Regions from separate parts of the Macaca mulatta genome. Here region 2 is linked to region 1. Evidence: chromatin contacts called from public Hi-C data. All regions are on one chromosome and are shown on one strand. Each heading gives the region's core, a stretch centred on a gene start, on an enhancer-like site or on the middle of the called end of the contact. The rest is flanking DNA. Distances are from core to core; before and after follow the strand shown. Region 1 has its middle 170 kb from the start of NDN. Region 2 holds the start of MAGEL2 (MAGE family member L2).

Region 1 (4,219 bases), core at 327-2,826:
CTTCTACGCTTCGCACGTACAAATCTTACAGCTAACTTGAAACCCACTTGAATTTTTACAGATTTCTTTCATGCATCAAAAGTCAGAAATGGAACTCCGATTCTTCCCTCTTGAAAGCTACTCCCACTCCTCCATTCTGCATCTCAATAAATGGCATTGCCTTTAGAATAAGCATCTTAGGTCCAACACCTAGCTTATTCTCCATACTTCTGAATAACCCACTCCCTCCACCTACTCTCCTATTTCAAATTCTATCTACCTTGAAAAGAATAACAAATCTATGTGCTTTTCATCCCTAAAGTAATTCAAGCAACTATCATCTCTTGCCCAGGTGACTGTAAAAACCTACCAAATGGTGTAGCAGGAACATACTTGGGGATATGACTTTATTTGGTTCCACCTCGTGTCTTTCTCTTCATTTCCCCCATTCAAGGACACAGTCACATCTCTGCTCATTAAATTACTCGGGACTTCAGTAAGGTTACATCTGTAATGTCCAGTAAGGACATTAAGGTTCAGTAAGGTTACATCTGTAATGTCCTTGAGTCTTCCCAGTTTCTGTTTTCGGAACCCACATCTTAGATGAGGGAAAAGACGTGATAATAAGGCAAAATGCCACAGTTAGAGCACGGAGGAAAGAGCAGAACAGAATGAGCAGTTAGTCAGAGGCCTTCAAAAATGCATCGCCTCTTCCTAATCTCCCTCAGAATCCTCACTTTTGATACAGCCGTGATGGACATAGAAGAGAGACTTCATAACACGGCACTAGCACACAGGCTTCACACAGGCAACTGTCCCTCTCCTGCCACTGCTGCCTCTCAGAAAGCGCAGGAGTTCAGCCAGGCTGGGAGGGGAGACTCTTCAGAGGGAGATCCTGGAAATGAAAACTTTCTAGTTTTCTTTGGGCTGCTTCCACCACAAGCTCTCCTGCCCTCGTGTCAGCACCCCGCCCCAGTGTCTAGCTCAGTGTAGGCATCAAAATCACTCGCAGGGCTTGTTAGACATCGGCGGGTCCACCCCTTGAATTTCTGACTGACAGGGCAGGAGTGGACTAGGCACCTGGTTTCTAAAGTTCAATCAGCCCTGGCCACTAAGGATGGAGACCCCGGGGAAGAGAAGGCGGTGGGCGCAGGGCTCAGACGCAGTGGTGAGGCTTCCCTAGGAGGGCTCACCTCCAGCCTGTCAATCTGCCCACATTGCCTTCATGCAGCTGCTCTCTTTCCAAAATTAGGGTCTGTTATTTGACTCTAATGCTACTTTGGTGACCCGCACAGCGTACTTCCAAGTCCTAACAAACTTCCCAATTAGATGTTGTCAAAGAACAGAACTGGGCAATGCCTGTGTGGTTTGGTTGCTCCCTACAGGCGCAGTAACAAATCAGAAAAAGAACACTTGTGGCTTGAGAGCTCCAGGGGAGGGAGGAGCTGGAGGAGAGAATGACAGGCCAATACCCCCTCCTGATCCCCCCTCCCAGCCCTGGAGCTTTCTGGAAGTTGCCAAACTAGCGCAGCCGCAAAGTGGACTCTGCAATGCTGTAAGAATAGTGCGCAGGCGCCAGGAAGCCCCCTCCTCGAGCAAAGCTAGCCCCTGCAGTGTATCAAGAGTGCGCATGCGCCCAGAAACCCCTTCCCTCCTGAAGCCGACCCCTGCAGTGCGGTGGAGAGACTGCGCATGCGCCAGAAGGCCCCCCTGCCTCTGTGCTATTAGCCGATCTCCACCCATTTCCTCCCACCTCTCCTTCCAGGTGATTGACACTAGCTGAGGCCTGGTGGATGAAGGCCTGCAAAATGGTGGCCCTGTGCGACCAGTTTCCCTATGCAAATGTGGCTTGAACGTTCTGTGTTGCTGCGACATCACCTAAGCACCTGTCCCCATCCTCAGATGGACAGATCTTAGAACAGGAAAGTGTGCTGATAGTAGGCCGAGGTCAGATCGGCTCAGATTTCTTGAATCAGGGCTTTCTTGGGTTGTGATTCTCTTTTCACTCTGAATTCTTCAAAGCTCCTTATTCTTCCTACTAGAGATGTCATCTTAGGGGCCTGCAACTGGCTTTGCCTTTTCTGTTTCCTAAGTCATGGGTTACCCGTGTTTCTTTTTCTTTAACCTTAGAGACAAGGTTGCTGTGTCACCCAGGCTGGAGTGCAGTAATGGGATCACAGCTCCCTCCCTGCAGCATCAAACTCCCAGATTTGAGCCATCCTCCCACCTCATCCTCCTGAGTAGCTGGGACTACAGGCAGCTGAACTGCACTCAGCTAATTATTTTTGTTTGTGTGAAGAAGAGGCCCTCACTATTTTGCTCAGGCTGTTCTTGAACTCCTGGCCTCAAGCCATCCTTTTGCCTCAGCCTCCCAAAGAGCTGGGATTATAGGCCCACCCGGTCACTGTTACCAGTTCTTAAAATTTACACGCCTACAGCCACTGAGCACTGAGATTATTCTGGATTTTAACTTCTCACAGATAAAAGAAGTCAAGACAGAAGCACAGGCGGAGGGCCTAGTTACTTTTGAAAGGAGTCCTATTGAAGGGGGAAGACTCAATTCGAAAGCAGAGTTTTGGAGCAAGAAAAGGAGAGGCAGAAAGCACGAGTGTCCCTGCTGGTCCCCTCCCCACTTCCGTGTCCTCGCTAAATCCTTACCCTGGTGTTCCCTAACTCTTCTCAGGCTAAGAACCACATTTCCCTAATCAGCTCCTGTTTAAACAGTCTGGTTTCAAACTGGCCACGTTATAAACCACACCTTCATCATCCTTTCTCAGAGACCCAGCTAAACAAGACTTCTCTGGAAAGCACAGATCTGGGATAACACAGCAAAGCTCCTATTTCTCACGCCAGTTCAATACTTCTTAAGGTATAGGGTTTCTCTCAGACTGTAGGGAGAGCTTCCCTAGATTGCTTCTTCACACCTCTATCAGGAACGCATAACCACACAGTTTCATCAGACTGAATGGCAGGAAGACGGAATCTGACGCAGGTGAAACCTGATCGGAGCCTCATCATCTCTCCCTGGAGCTTCAGAAAATGCCTACCTGCTTCCACCCCTGCCCCTCCCTCTAGCTGTATCATTCATACAGCTGAATGAGAATGAGACCATGCACAACCTCTCTGTTCACACCCTGCAATGGCCATGTATTCGGCTCAGAGCGGAAGCCAGATTCCTCAGCATGCCCTGAGCACTAAGAATGACTCCGGCCATGCTGGCCTCCTTGCAGTCCCCTTGAAAAATGAGCTCTCTTGTAGGGCTTTTGCCCTCCCTAGGACACTCCACTCTGCATCTGTTGATTAACTCTTTCATTTCCTTCAAGTTTTTGCTCACAACTCAATTCAGCTGAATCCTGTTTTGGTCACCCTATTTACTGTAGAAACCTGAGGCATCAAGTGCTCTGTAGTCATCTTACCTTCATGCACTTTGTTCACCACTCTCATTGCCTTCTTACCTACGATATAATATACATAAAATATAAATGCATAGTAATATAAATTCTGATTGTAAACTCCATGAAATCAGGTCGCTTTATTTTGCACACTAATATATCCAAGCTCCTGGGACAGTGCTTCCTATGTAGGGGGTATTTGAGAAATATTTTTAAATATGTAAGTGAATACTTAGGTCTCAGGGTTAAGACACTTAATATGAAATGACAGTTTAGGAAGCGTGAGTTGGTTGGGAGAAAAAGCAAAAGAAAAAAGTGGCCCAGCAAAATTCTTAGGCTCAGAAATAATCTTCCCAAACTCTTTTTGTGTGTGTGTGTGTGTGTGTGTGTGCACAAAGAGGGTAATGCCATCACAATGAAGACTTTGTAAAGAATGATGAAGTCTGTACAGGCACCAGAAAGACGACTCAAGAAGCCGGACGTGCAGGCTTGCTGCCGCTCTCCTCCTCCTGCCTCAGGAAGCCATCCTACACGATGTTCACCAAGCTTGCTTCCCTGGAACCAAAAGTGCACACATTTGGGCATGAACTTCTTTTCCCTAGAAGGCCTCGATTTCACAATTGGTGGCCTCCGTTTTAGTATTTTGGTCTCTACATGTCTGAATCACATAGCCTGTCCTCAGAAGTCCACTTCTGTCCCACAGCCAGGGAGGGCTTCGAGGGATTAGCTGCCTAGAATGAGCAACGGAGACTGGCAGGGGTTGTAGTTCCCTTTTTGAGATCCGGGCAAGGCTACCCGGGAGCCTTGGTTCTGTTCATCGGACCTGAGACAAGCATCTTCTGGGAGAG
Region 2 (4,411 bases), core at 955-3,454, 210 kb after region 1:
GAGCCCCCCTGTGGAGGCCTGAAACTGGAAATAGTACTGAATCCTATATGTACTATGATGTTTTCATCTGACAGCCGAGACAGCTACTAAGTGAATAACAGGCAGACAGTGTATACAGCATGGATACACTAGACAAAGAGATAATTCATGCCCCAGGCAGGACAAAAGAGAACAATTTCATAATACTACTCAGAATGGCATGCAATCTAAAGCTTATAAATTGTTTATTTCTGGAAATTTCCATTTAATTTTTCAGACTGCAGTTGATTACAGGTAACTGAATCCACACAATGTGAAACTGCAGGCACAGGAGTGCTACCGTATTCACCACCCACTCATTAACCACTTCGTAGCTGCTTCAGATATCAAATCCACCATCGGTTTTCCAGTGTTTGTGTTCAAGGAACCCTTGTTTCACTTAATAATGGCCCCAAAATGCAAGAGTAGTGATCCTGGCAATTTAGGTATGCCAAACAGAAGCTATGAAGTGCTTCCTTGAAGGAAAAAGGTGAAAGTTCTTGACTTAATAAGGAAAGAAAAAACTCGCATGCTGAGATTGCTAAGCTATACGGCAGAAACAAAACTATCCGTGAAATTGTGAAGAAGGAGAATGAAAGGGATAGATGGTATATATAAGGTTTGGTGCTGTCTCCAGGTTCGGGCTTCAAGAGTTTTGCAATGTATCCACTACAGATAAGTTGGGGGGCTACTGTATCATCGAACACCCTTAAAAATCTGACTGTTTTGCAAAGAGTTTCCTGGGAATAACAGCATCCCTTAAATGTCCAGAAAATCACTGAAACTTCACCCCCAAATTCTTCTATTATTATTTAAGGCAATAATAACATTAGGAGTGTGTACATACCTTCCCTTGGATCCATAAATTACCAAATTTGAGGACCCCTGGCTAAGGGTACCTGGGGAGGAGTGGGGTGTACCCTTCATCATCCTCATCTGCCCCCTGGTGGCACATTTTGTCACTCTGGACTCCTGCCCTAGGCTGCCAACAGCCTATTTAAACGAAATATCCCTGATATTTAGTAGTTTGTATATTTCCAGAAAACTTTTCAACTACTGAGATTATCACTTCCTCTCACCATAAAGTTGTATAGCATTGTCCAATAATACTATTGTCGCCTGCTTTATCTGTTAATACTTGATTTGTCTCATACTTAAACTGATTTTTGTCACAAGTAGTTTCCCCAGAAATTTTGTTATTGTTTGCCTGTTTTTCCTATATGTCCAAATGTATCCATTTTTGATCTATTTATATACCCATTTTGTTATCTTCAGGTGCATTATTTGGTTTTCATTTTAAAAATTTCTTTCCTGTTCTGCAACTGAAAAACACTGAGAAACCTACTCTGTTCCCGCATCCGAGCCATTCCACAGGCAGTTTTCCCCATACGAAAAACTCTGTCTTCCGCTGATTTGTGGCATGTCTCAGTTCCGTGACTTCTTTTCCTCTCTCTCCCTACTTGCTGCTATCCCTTTTCTCCATGTGTCTCTAACATGCCTGTGTTCTTCAAGATCTAGTGCAACCACATTCCCTCCCACAACTCTATTTTTATGAGGAATAGCCAAGCAGGACTCCCAAGACATTATACAGGAGTGCCTACAGGGCTCTCTCCTTGGCAGTCCCACAGCACCGCAAATGCCCTGTGTCTGCCAATACTCATCAGCCTCTCTTCCCGTGTGCCTCTCCTGGGACCCTAAGAGAGGAACCGTCCTGCAACTTTCCACTTTCTCCAGACAGGGACTTGTGTGCCTTTTCCGTGTCTCTGACTCCTTTATTCGGTTATAATACAGGTATCTGTCTGCTATAACTCCTGAAACTCTCTTATGTAAATGCACTTTTCTCATTCTCCGCCTCACATCTTAGCCCAGACCACACCATCTCCCCCCGGTCTTGGATACCTTCCATGTTTCCAGTGGTCTGCTCCCACTCCACACTGCAGTACCGTGATTTTTCTAAAACATGGATCGGTTCCTGTCACTCCCCTGTGAAAACTCATCCATGTGGAGTCTGACTGGTCTGCATTTGGGGACTGGACAGAGTGAGAAGGGATCTTGTGTCAGCCAGGACTCCGGTAGACGCCCCTATGCAATATCCACTTGTGGTGGTCGGGGGCGGGGAAGGGGCGGGCTTGAGCCCCCTTCCCCCCTCCTCCTTACTGCGGAAAGCTGCGGAGCGAGCAGCACTCACTTCCTATTCAGCATTCAGCAGGGAGGGAGCCTCCGAACAGCCACGTAGGCATTCTCTTCTCTCTGGAGGAAAAGGCCCAGCAGCTGTCCGAGGAAAAGACCCACCAGCTGTCAGCAAAGGGACATGTCGCAGCTAAGTAAGAATCTGGGTGACTCGAGTCCTCCAGCGGAGGCCCCGAAGCCGCCTGTCTATAGCCGCCCTACGGTTCTGATGCGGGCCCCGCCCGCTTCCTCCCGGGCTCCGCCAGTCCCTTGGGATCCACCTCCAATTGACTTGCAGGCTTCATTGGCCGCTTGGCAGGCACCTCAGCCTGCCTGGGAGGCCCCACAGGGCCAGCTGCCCGCCCCGGTGGTTCCGATGACCCAGCCTCCTGCCCTGGGGGGCCCGATAGTCCCGGCTCCCCCGCTGGGGGGACCGATGGGTAAGCCTCCAACTCCCGGGGTCCTGATGGTGCATCCTCCGCCTCCGGGAGCCCCGATGGCCCAGCCTCCGACCCCGGGAGTCCTGATGGTGCATCCTTCAGCTCCCGGAGCTCCCATGGCCCATCCTCCTCCTCCGGGGACCCCAATGTCCCACCCTCCCCCTCCGGGGACCCCGATGGCCCATCCTCCCCCTCCGGGGACCCCGATGGCCCATCCTGCTCCTCCTGGGACCCCGATGGCCCATCCTCCTCCTCCTGGGACCCCGATGGTTCATCCTCCTCCTCCTGGGACCCCGATGGTTCATCCTCCCCCTCCGGGGACACCGATGGCTCATCCTCCCCCTCCGGGGACACCGATGGCCCAGCCTCCCCCTCCGGGGACACCGATGGCCCAGCCTCCAGCTCCGGGAGTCCTGATGGCCCAGCCTCTGACTCCGGGAGTCCTGATGGTCCAGCCTGCTGCTCCGGGAGCCCCGATGGTCCAGCCGCCTCCTGCAGCCGTGATGACCCAGCCTCCGCCTTCAGGAGCACCGATGGCCAAGCCTCCAGGTCCAGGAGTCCTGATGATTCATCCTCCAGGTGCGAGAGCTCCAATGACCCAGCCTCCAGCTTCAGGAGCACCGATGGCACAGCCAGCGGCCCCACCTGCACAGCCGATGGCCCCACCTGCACAGCCGATGGCTTCTTGGGCCCCGCAGGCTCAGCCTGTGATCCTGCAAATCCAGTCTCAAGTTATAAGGGCTCCTCCGCAGGTTCCCCAGGGCCCGCAGGCACCCCCAGCGCAGCTGGCCACACCCCCGGGCTGGCAGGCGACCTCGCCAGGATGGCAGGCCACGCCGCAAGGCTGGCAGGCCACTCCCTTGACCTGGCAGACCACGCAGGTCACCTGGCAGGCACCAGCCATTGCCTGGCAGGTGCCGCCGCCTGTGCGCCAGGGGCCCCCGCCCATCCGCCCTGGCCCACCACCCATCCGCCCTGGCCCACCACCAGTGCGCCAGGCCCCACCGGTGATCCGCCAGGCCCCACCGGTGATCCGCCAGGCTCCACCGGTGATCCGCCAGGCGCCACCGGTGATCCGTCAGGCCCCACCGGTCATCCGCCAGGCCCCACCTGTGCTCCGCCAGGCCCCACCTGTGCTCCGCCAGGCCCCACCTGTGATCCGCCAGGCTCCACCTGTGCTCCGCCAGGCCCCACCTGTGATCCGCCAGGCCCCGCCGCTGATCCGCCAGGCGCCGCCGCCCATCCGACCTGCCCCACAGGTCCTGGCCACCCAGCCACCTCTCTGGCAGGCCCTGCCACCCCCACCTCCACTGCGGCAGGCCCCGCAGGCTAGGCTGCCGGCCCCGCAGGTGCAGGCGGCGCCGCAGGTGCCTACGGCCCCACCTGCTACGCAGGTACCCGCGGCGCCGCTCGCTGGCCCGCAGGTGCCCCAGCCTGTGCTGCCGGCCCCGCTGTCTGCCCCACTGTCTGCCCCGCAGGCTGTGCACTGCCCATCCATCATCTGGCAGGCCCCCAAAGGTCAGCCCCCAGTGCCACATGAGATACCAACGTCAATGGAGTTCCAGGAGGTGCAGCAGACACAGGCTCTGGCCTGGCAGGCCCAGAAGGCCCCCACCCACTTCTGGCAGCCCTTGCCTGCCCAGGAGGCCCAGAGGCAGGCTCCCCCCATGGTTCAGCTGGAGCAGCCCTTTCAGGGAGCCCCGCCCTGCCAAAAAGCTGTGCAAATCCAGCTACCCCCCCAGCCGCCCCAGACCTCGGGTCCGCAAGCCGAGCTGCCCACACTG

Evidence for each region. Hi-C and Micro-C count contacts between places; a contact is called where the count stands out from the background.
Region 2: a contact with region 1 is called in a Hi-C map of fetal cortex germinal zone, with 3 times the contacts expected there. The contact joins the promoter of MAGEL2 here to the enhancer-like site in region 1. A contact is called at or near these places in 4 of 14 Hi-C or Micro-C datasets (cortical neurons, fetal cortex germinal zone, fetal cortical plate and 1 more).

The regions. Positions count from the first base shown.
Region 1 is chr7:6,091,830-6,096,048 of T2T-MMU8v2.0, forward strand. No RefSeq gene overlaps it. Among named protein-coding and RNA genes, the nearest start is that of NDN, 170 kb to the right of the region's middle. Within about 2 kb of position 1,577, at least 7 of the 40 cell types and tissues checked have an H3K27ac peak or open chromatin away from gene starts, as enhancers often do. A contact at or near this core is called in fetal cortex germinal zone and fetal cortical plate, where this site is marked.
Region 2 is chr7:6,301,902-6,306,312 of T2T-MMU8v2.0, forward strand. MAGEL2 (MAGE family member L2) reads left to right here and starts at 2,205. Exons shown (of 1, transcript XM_015141687.3): 1 at 2,205-4,411. The coding sequence starts at 2,330.